Regions from separate parts of the Oryctolagus cuniculus genome. Here region 1 is linked to region 2. Evidence: chromatin contacts called from public Micro-C data. All regions are on one chromosome and are shown on one strand. The core of a region is the stretch at or near the end of the contact, and the rest is flanking DNA. Distances in the headings are between cores, read along the strand shown. Region 1 holds the start of SLC30A1 (solute carrier family 30 member 1). Region 2 holds the start of RCOR3 (REST corepressor 3).

Region 1 (4,508 bases), core at 1,033-3,532, 230 kb after region 2:
TCTCTCCTTTCCTCTCTGTTAACTCTGACTTTCAAATTAATTAGGGTTGCTCCTTAAAAATAAAGAAAAAAGAAAAATTGGAACCAAGCGATTATTACCTACCCCACTAGCTTTTAAGGTGAGAGAGTTATCTTTTAAAAGAACTACACACCAGTTTAGCTTGATTTCTTTGGACTATCACCCTGCCTGGTGGATGAGGGGAGATACATTAGACCCTTTCAGTGCACAATGTGAACCTCATCAACAGGAGATACTGCACCAAAAGGGGAAAACTGCACCTCGTATGATAAACTGGATGAATAGCAATGGAAAAAATGGGAGGAAATACACAAACTGTTTACATGGCTGAGCTTGGGTAACATGCCATTGCTTCGTTTGCTGGTTTATTTTTCCCCACTTCCTTTCAACATTTATTTTCCAAATTCTCTTCAAGAGCACTTATGTTAAAGGAAAAGCATTCATTAAAAATACACGATAAATAAATTAGCGTCACTTTCCTTTTGGTCTTAAGGGAAGTACATGTTAACCCCGGACAAACCCCTAGGATTTTCAGGATTGGGGATCGATGAACTGAAAAATACATTGCGGCTCATAAACGAAACCTTTACCCAGGGCTCATGCGCTCTGAAGGCAACGTTACGAAACTTGTGCAGTGGGCACGGGACTACTTGGGCTGGGCAGGGTCTCAGCCCCCAAGTAAGGACGGACAGGGGGTCCCCTCCGTTCCCCAGGGGGGCCGCCGAGGGCCTGGATTCCGAAGCATTTTCGGAGCTGTCCCGCCGACTGCCCCGAGATGCGGCCCCCTCTGCCTCTTCCCGCCGCGGCAGACCCACCGCCCCCCGCTCCTCCCACCCGGCCCGGGTGGGTCCGGCTTCCTCGAGCTGCGGGGCTTGTGCGGGCCGTGCGGGAAGCCGGCGGCGCGGCCGGGCTCGCGCGGGCGCCAGGGGGCGTCCCGGCCACCCCGCCCAGGGCCAGGCGGGGTGGCCGGGACTCCCCAGACCCAACCACCTGCGGCCGCGACTGCTGCGCTCACCTGCCGGGTCCACCTTGAGTCCGTTGGAGTTGCTGCTATTGGCCACCAAGGTGTTGGTCTCCTCCAGCTCCGGGCCCTGCTCGCCGGGGGCCGCGCTGCCGTCGCTGCCCCCGGCGCGGTTGCTCTTGACGCGGACCCCCTTGGGGAGGCCGTGGCCGTGGCCCCCGTGCGAGTGGCCGTGGCCGGAGTCCTGGCTGAAGCCGCTGTGGTGGTGGAAGAGGCAGAGCCCCAGCACGTTAACCAGCAGCCCGGCCACGCCGACGCCGAGGACCACGAGCGGCTGCTGCATCTCGTGCGGTTCGATGAAGCGCTCGATGGCTTCGAGCAGGATGGCGAAGCAAAGGCCGGTCAGGAAGATGGCGTTCACCAGGGCCCCCATCACCTCGGCCCGGATCCAGCCGAACGTGTTCTTCTGGGTGGCGTGGGTCCGCCGGGCGAAGCGCTCGGCCACCAGCGCCACCACGAGCGCCAGCACGTCCGACAGCATGTGGAAGGAGTCCGAGAGCATCGCCAGCGACGAGGTCACCCGGCTCACCACCACCTCCAGCACCATGAACATGAAGGTCAGCAGCAGCATGCACAGCAGCCGGCCCCGGTTCCGACCCCAGCACCCCATGGCTGCGGCGGAGCGGCCCGGCGACCCGGGAGGCGGCGGCGGCGGCGGCGGCGGCGACCCGGCGACGCGGGTCGGAGGGCGGCGCGGGGCTCTTGCCGCCGGACTCCGGCAGCTCGGGAAACCGCTGCGGGGCTCCCGCGGCCGCACGGGGGCGAGCCCGGGGTCAAGCCGCTGAGCCCCGCGCCTGCGGGCGTCCTCGGCCGGCCGGCGGCGGCGGCGCGCAGCTCCTCAGGCGTCTGTTCTCCGAGCCGGCGCCGAGGCCCTGCTCAACCCTGGCAGCCCCCACACCCACAGCGGGGCGGAGGCGGCGGCGGCTGTGGTGGCGGTGGCGGTGGCGGTGGCGGCGGGGAGCCGGGACTCCCGGAGCCGAGGGACGAGCAGCCGGAGCAGGAGCAGGAGCAGGCGGGCGGCGGGCGAGGGTGACCCGGAGCTCCGCGCCGAGAGGGCTCCGAGCATCTGAGGGCTCTCCTCGCCGATCTCCGCTGAGAGTGAACTGAGGAGCCCACCGCTGAGGAGCTGAAGAGGCGGCGGCCACGGCAGCTGCACTCGGCCCGGTCTCGGGCGCCTTCTTCGCCCCCCCGCCTTTGCAGACGGTTTACAAAAAAACTTTGCTTTGCACTCGGAACCCCCGTTTTCACACGGACCCGAGCGTGACAAGGCCCCAACGCCACGCCCACCGGGCCCGGAACGTTTTCCCATTGGCCAGGACTCCCTCACGACAGCTGCCCCGCCCCGCCCATCCGCCCCGGCTATTGGATGGAAGCTCGGAGGGGCGGGAGAGGGCGGGGTGGCGGCTCCAACCGATGGAGGCGGGGCCTTTCCCTACAGGAGCCGGGCGTGGGCCGGGGGCCGCGGCCGGGTGCAGCGGCGGGCGTCGTGGGGGAGGGTAGGGGGCGCGGGCCGCGTGCAGCGGGAGGGGGAGGGGCGGGCGGGAACCTCTCGGGCGTTGCCAAGGCCGCGTTAGGTGTGGAGGGGTCCTCGCAGCCCCCCGCACACCTGCCGGGGCCGGGCTGCAAACAGACTTTGATCCTGCCAGTCGAGTCCACGTGGGGGCGGGCTGCGCGGCGGCTTGTGACAGCCCGGCGGCCGGGGAGGGGCCGGGGGCAGCCCCTGCATGCGGGGCCCTCGGGTGCGCGCCCCTGTCAGAGCCTCCAGACTCATAAACAAGTGCCGGACGTAACTTGTGACTCTGCCCCGCCGGGCCGAGGAGTTCGTCCTGCGGGCGGCTTTGCAAGTGGCGTGAAGGAGATCTTTGTAAATGTTTCCGTAAAGCAAATTGCCCCTGTCACGCCGCCCCCAGGAGGCCCTGTGTAACGCGGGGGCTTTCTGTCACTCATTACCCAGGGACCATTTAGGGCACAGACTTCAGCAGGAGGACCCTGGGCTCTGGCTCTTGCCCGATCACCGGCAAGTCGTCGGGCCCCTCTCGGCCTGTGTGTTGGTTGCTGAGGGGAAGGATCGATGGCCGAGCGGGACCCGGGCTTCCTTCAGAGCCCCGCGTTCGGAGGCTTTGTGTTTGTGGACCACGCGGCCGAACCCTGCGGTGCTGGTGTTGCTGGGGAGGGGGAGGGGCAGCTTCTGCCCTGGTGGGGGTCACATAGGCGGGTACAAACTTTAAGTGATGACAGAGCCCTCCCTAAGGCGTGTTTATGCACTGGCTCAGATTGGAGATACACGCAGGGTTCCTGGGGCGGCGATTAGCCGATCTGGAGGTGAAGGATTCCTGGTCCAAGTGGGGTGGGCTGGAGCTTAGGATCATCACAGTGGCCTCTCCACTGCCCCTGGTGGGGGAGCTGGCCCCCAGCTGCTCCACATCTGTGCCAGACCAACGCAGTGCCAGCCCTTGCCTTCAGATCAGCACATGAGTTAGGCTACTTTGCATTTGGGGGGGGGGTATTATTAAGTCTATAAAATTCTTTTTCACTTGTATGTGGAGTGTTTCTCAACTCCCCATCTAGTCTGGAGAGCCACATCTTCATTTTCTGTGTTTGTTCTGCTGGGATAGAAAAGAATGGAAAGTTTCCCAGTCATTATTAAGGAAGAATTGACAGAGCTGTGTGATTAATAGGGTATGGGGAGGAAGAAGGCTGCTTAGCAGAATTAAAGATACTCACAGTGCTCCTAATCTGGCAAGGAAACCACTTCCTTGACTAGGTGAGGCAGCCGGGAAGGGGGCCAAGAAGCTTGGTTTAAAGGGGGAAATACGGAGCTCCTTTCCCCCCTTTATGTGAAAAGCAAAGAGCTAGTGAGCGATAGCTTCCATCCACGGGCTCACTCCTCACATGCCAGCAACAGCTAGGGTTGGGTCAGGCTGAAGACAGGAGCCTGGAACTCAACCCAGGTCTCCCACTTAGGAGTCAGGGACTCAAGTGCTTGAGCCTTCGTTTCCTGCTTCTCCCCAGGATGCGGATTTGCGAGAAGCTGGGATGCAAAGAGGAGCTGGGACGTGAACCCAGGGACTCCGATATGGAATGTCAGTGTCCCAACCTGTGCCTTACCCACTGTGCCAGACATCTGCCCCGAGTTCCATTTTTTAGTAAGAGATTTATTGATGTGAAAGGCAACATGAAAGAGATCTTTGGCTAGACCAGGCCAAGTCCAGGAGCCAGGAACTCCTCTCAGGTCTCCCCTGTGGGTGTCAGAGGCCCAAGTACTTGCTCCAGCTGCTTCCCAGGTGTCTCGACAGGGTACGGATTGGAAGCCGAGCAGCGGGGACACAAACCTGCGCCCTGATGCAGGGTGAGGGGTGGCGCCGACCTGCACCACCACAACGCCCGCCCCGAGTTCCATTGTTAATGTGCTGAATTTGAGGTGAAGTCTGGATTGGTGAGCTTCAGTTCTTCCATAGTCTCTCCTTTG
Region 2 (4,432 bases), core at 194-2,693:
GTCTCTCCCACTCTCTGTGACTCTACTTTCAAATAAATATTTTTTTTTTAAAAGAAGGAAACCTAAACGTGGAGGGAAACGGCTACTGGTCCCATTAGGCCCAGCTTTCCCTCCTAGTAGAACACTTATATGGGCATTCCAATACTAAGAACTACATTTGTTGAGAAAAGGACAGAAGGTTTTCGCTGTATGATTAACCATGTAGTGAAATCACACCACGCTGAGAACTCCACCTCCAGAACCAGACAGCTCGTGTACCCGGGCAGGGGGCGTCTTCTCTCCACGGGGACCCTGCCAGCTACTTGCTTCCCGGGCTTTCTGGGCTCAATTCCTGAGCGAGGGGTGTTCGCTCTCTCAGGAAGGGCTGGCTCTGACCACCCACGCTCATTCCTGGTTCAATGATCCGCAGTGACCGCTCCAGGACAAGCTTTACTTTCAATGTCTGGAGTCCTCCCCCTCCTCATCGGTGAGAAATTTGTAAACGGCCCCATGGCCAGGCGGCCCCGGTCTCCCGAATGAGCATATTCGGGTCCCACTCCCTTTCGCCTAACGCAACTCAGAAAAGCATCTCGGAGCTGGCCAGCCTCGCTCCGCCAGCGCTGCTCCCAGCCGGGCCACCGGTCACGCGCCCCCGCGAAGGGCCGCAGGCCAGGGGCGCCGGCCTCACCGACAGCGAGAAAGAACGGAGGGCAAAGTGGGGAGAGGGAGAGAGGGCGGGCGGGGGACGCAGAGGCACAGCTCGGGGGCGCACGCTCATCCGCCACGCTTGGCCTCTCCGGGAGGCCGAGGTCCAGAGAGCCCGACTCTGAAGCGTCCGGGCATCGGGGCCCAGTCTACCGCTCTGGCCCGCCGGGGCGCGGAACCCCGAAGCCGCCCCTCCAGCCCGCGCGCGCCACCCGCGCCCAGCAACCCGAGGCGCCGCGGGTCCCAGAGGCCGGGCCGGGCCGGGCCGGGCCGCCGCAGCGTCTGAGGAGGGCCGCGCGCCGCCCACGGCAGTCCCGGCCGCCAGGGCCCGCAGCCGCGTCCGCGGGAGGGGACCGCTGCCCCTGCCCCGGCTCCGGGGGTCTCCAGGGCCCTGCCTCCAGCGGCCCGCGTTCCTTCCGCCCCCAAGAAGGCAAAGAGTCCCGCGCCCTGCCCGGGCTCGTCCCGCCCGCTCTCCGCAGCGCCCCCTAGGAGAGCAGCCCACGCGGCGGCCGCCCTCCGCGGCGCCGGCAGACGCGCTCGGCGGGGGCGGCCCGCCCGGCGGCGAGCGGGGCTTCCCCGCCCCTCCCCCCGCGCCGCCCCCGCCCCGGCGGCCGGAACCTCCCTGCGGGGCGGAGTGATACCGGCGGCGGCGTAGAGCGCGGCGCGGCCGCGGGGGGCGCCCGGGACTGCGCGGGGCGGGCGGCGGCGCGGGGAGGAGGGGAGAGAGGCGGGGCTCGGGCGGGTTGTTGTGAGGCGACTGCGCTACTGCCGGACCGGGGCGGTTATGGCGGCTCCATATTAACACCCTCCTCCTCCTCCGCCGCCGCCGCCGCCGCCGGCGCCGCCGCCGCCACCGCCGTCTCCTCCTCCGCCGCCGCCGCTTGTCCCCGCCCGCGCTCGCGAGCCCTCGCCCCCTTCCCCCTGACGCCTACCTCTCCCCCTCGCCCGCCCCCTCCCCTGTTCTACCATGCCCGGCATGATGGAGAAAGGGCCTGAGTTACTGGGGAAGAACCGGTCGGCCAACGGCAGCGCCAAGAGCCCGGCGGGCGGCGGCGGCGGCGCCTCGTCCACCAACGGCGGGCTGCACTACTCGGAGCCCGAGAGCGGCTGTAGCAGCGACGACGAGCACGGTGGTAGCCTCGAACTCCTCCCCGCCAGCCCGCCTGCCCCCCTCCCTCCACCCCTCCCCCAGCCCCCTCCCCTCGCCGCGCTCGCGCCCTCCCTCCCCTCGGAGCCCGGGCGCTGCGGTAGCCGCGAACTCCCGGTGCAGTGCAGCAGCACCCCCGCGACCCCCGCCCCTCGCCCGCGCCCAGCCCTCCGCCCCCCGCTCCCCGCCCCCACCGCTGCCATCTCCTGGAGCGCCCGGAGTTAGTATCTCCCATCCACCCGCCGCTCCTGCCCGCCCTCCTGCAATTTTTATTTTTTATTAAGTGTGTCTTTTTCTTTTTTTTTCTTTATTTCTTGGCATTGCTTTGCAGATGTTGGGATGAGAGTCGGGGCTGAATACCAAGCTCGGATCCCTGAATTTGATCCAGGTAGATGCATTTGCTTTAGCAAATTCCTGTCCCCCACCCCCACCCCCATCCCCGGTCTGGGCTTGGTCGGGGGAGGGTCGGGCAGGGGTGTCCGGGCGTGGGGCTGGGCTGGGCACGCATCTCCGGCGCGGAGGCTGTCAGGCTCGGCCGGGCTGTGACACAGGGCGTGTGGGCAGAGGCGTGCATTGCAAGGTTAACATGGTTTCCTCCGGAGGCCACTTGCCCTCCGCCGGCATCGCCTTCCTGCCCCCCTGAGCCCGGGGCGGGATCGGGGCCCGCGGTGGGGTCGGGGGTCGGCGGCCGGCGTGGGGGAGGACCGGCTGCGGAGCCGAGGGCGGCAGGGGAGGCGGTGTGTGTGTGTGCGTGTATGGACGGACCTGCGGGGGTCGGCGGCCACACCGCCGGCCGCGGATCCCTGCGGAGTGTGGGCGCCGCGCGGCGGGGGCAGGGGCGGGGGCCGGCCCGGGCGCGCGGCGAGGCCGCAGGACAGCGGCCGCGGCTGCCAAGGAGACATTTTCTCCCGGAGCAGCCAGGTTCCAGCGGCCTCTGCCAAGCCAGCTTGCGGGTTCCCTGTCTACTTTTCTCCAAACAGGCTCCCCGGCGGTCACGGGATCGCAGCCTGCGCGGGGATTGGGCGAGAGTTCCGCATACGGCGGCGCCCCTGCCGGAGCCTCCCGGCGGAGCGCTGCTCCGCCCTGCCCGACCACCCTGCCCGCGGGCTGCGGCGCGCTGCCGACTCCCGAGCACCCCTTTCTTCCTGGGGTGGCTCGGGGAGCTTTCGCCCCTGCCGCCTCCCGTGGCGGGGTGTGTGTCGGACCCTCGGATTCCTGTCAGATGGTCGGGGAGGCGGGGGCGGGCGGGCAGGGAACAGCGTGCTGATCCAAGTGTGAGGCGCAGGGGCCGTGTGCGCTCCTCTGCGCCCCTAAGACCACCGGACTCGGAATTCCGGCCCGGAGCCCCTGCCGCGGCGCCTGCTGTCCCCGGAGGAGGTGGCGGCCCTGCGGTGCGGGCGCCGTCTCCGCGACGTGACTGTGCAGTCTCGCTCCCGGGCTGTCCGCCCGTGGCCTGGTGGGCTTCGGAGACTGAGCGATGCTCTCGGGAGCTGATGTTTTACTGATGCAGTTGGTAGGCGAATGGCATTTCGCATTACCCGTGCTGCCTCAGGGTTGAGCTTGACATTTAGAAAGCACGTACTTTGGCTTTCAGATAGACCCGATTCAGTTCCCAGCTTTTTTGGTTTTGCTCTGAGCCTTCCCCGGGCCTCAGTTTCCCTAGCTGTGGGAAGTGCTTCGTGGGGTTTGTTCCAGGGTGGAATGAGCCCATGGCAGTTTTTCAGGAAAGGTTGAATTTCCTGGTTAGGAAGAGTGAGCCTGGCTGGAATTACCCCGTTCTCGCTGGGCGCTTTCGCTGGCACGGTGTGCTTTGGGGGGAGTACTGACAAAGTCATTTCCACGTTAGCACTCCGCAGCCAGAATTCGCTCCTAGATTGGTAAACAAGCCTGTGTGTTGCCCCGTTGGGTAGGATTCTGAGTCAGTGTTTGTTTCGTCGGCAGTCGTGTGTGTGTTGTTGGGGTCTTAGGGCGTCTTCATCTCAGCAGACTTACACTTGCCGTGGCCTGCAGCATGAACCAGTTTTTAGTGATTAAACTCCACCATGGAGCACGCTTCAAAATGTAGAGAATAACTCATTTAACAAAATACTTTAGATTTTAAATGGCCGTTACATGATTAGCCAAGTTAGTTGATGTTATGTTTTACTGGTTTTAAACTTTATTTTAATTTCTTTGTGGAGGAAAAAAGAATTGAAATGTTATTGTTTTTAAATAAAGTATTTTCAGTTTACTCAGACTGTAACTGATATTTGTTACTGCAATAAGGATAAAGCTATTCTTTAAATTCACTTGTTCCTTTTCTACTTAATAATTACTGGAAGCACACCAAATGGAAGGACACAACTAAAACCAGTTGCTACTTAAACTTAGGTGGACCATTTTACCTTTTTTCTAAGTTTGTTGATTGATTTGAGAGGTAGAGTTAAAGAGAGAAAGGTCTTCCATCTGCTGGTCCACTCCCAAATGGCCACAGCATTCTGAGCTGGATCGATCCACAGGCAGGAGCCAGGAGCTTCTGGGTTTCCCGCATGGGTGCAAGGGCCCAAGCTCTTGGGCTATCGTCTGCTGCCTTCTCAGGCCACAGCTGGATTGCAAGAGGAG

Evidence for each region. A called contact is a pair of places that touch in the nucleus more often than the background predicts.
Region 1: a contact with region 2 is called in a Micro-C map of ear pinna, with 4 times the contacts expected there. The contact joins the promoter of SLC30A1 here to the promoter of RCOR3 in region 2. A contact is called at or near these places in 3 of 6 Hi-C or Micro-C datasets (ear pinna, psoas muscle and an unstated tissue).

What each region holds. Positions count from the first base shown.
Region 1 is chr13:26,161,817-26,166,324 of mOryCun1.1, forward strand. It overlaps SLC30A1 (solute carrier family 30 member 1), which reads right to left and starts at 2,283. Exons shown (of 2, transcript XM_051820544.2): 1 at 1,034-2,283. The coding sequence starts at 1,649.
Region 2 is chr13:25,934,359-25,938,790 of mOryCun1.1, forward strand. RCOR3 (REST corepressor 3) reads left to right here and starts at 1,444. Exons shown (of 12, transcript XM_051820536.2): 1 at 1,444-1,817; 2 at 2,163-2,219. The coding sequence starts at 1,652.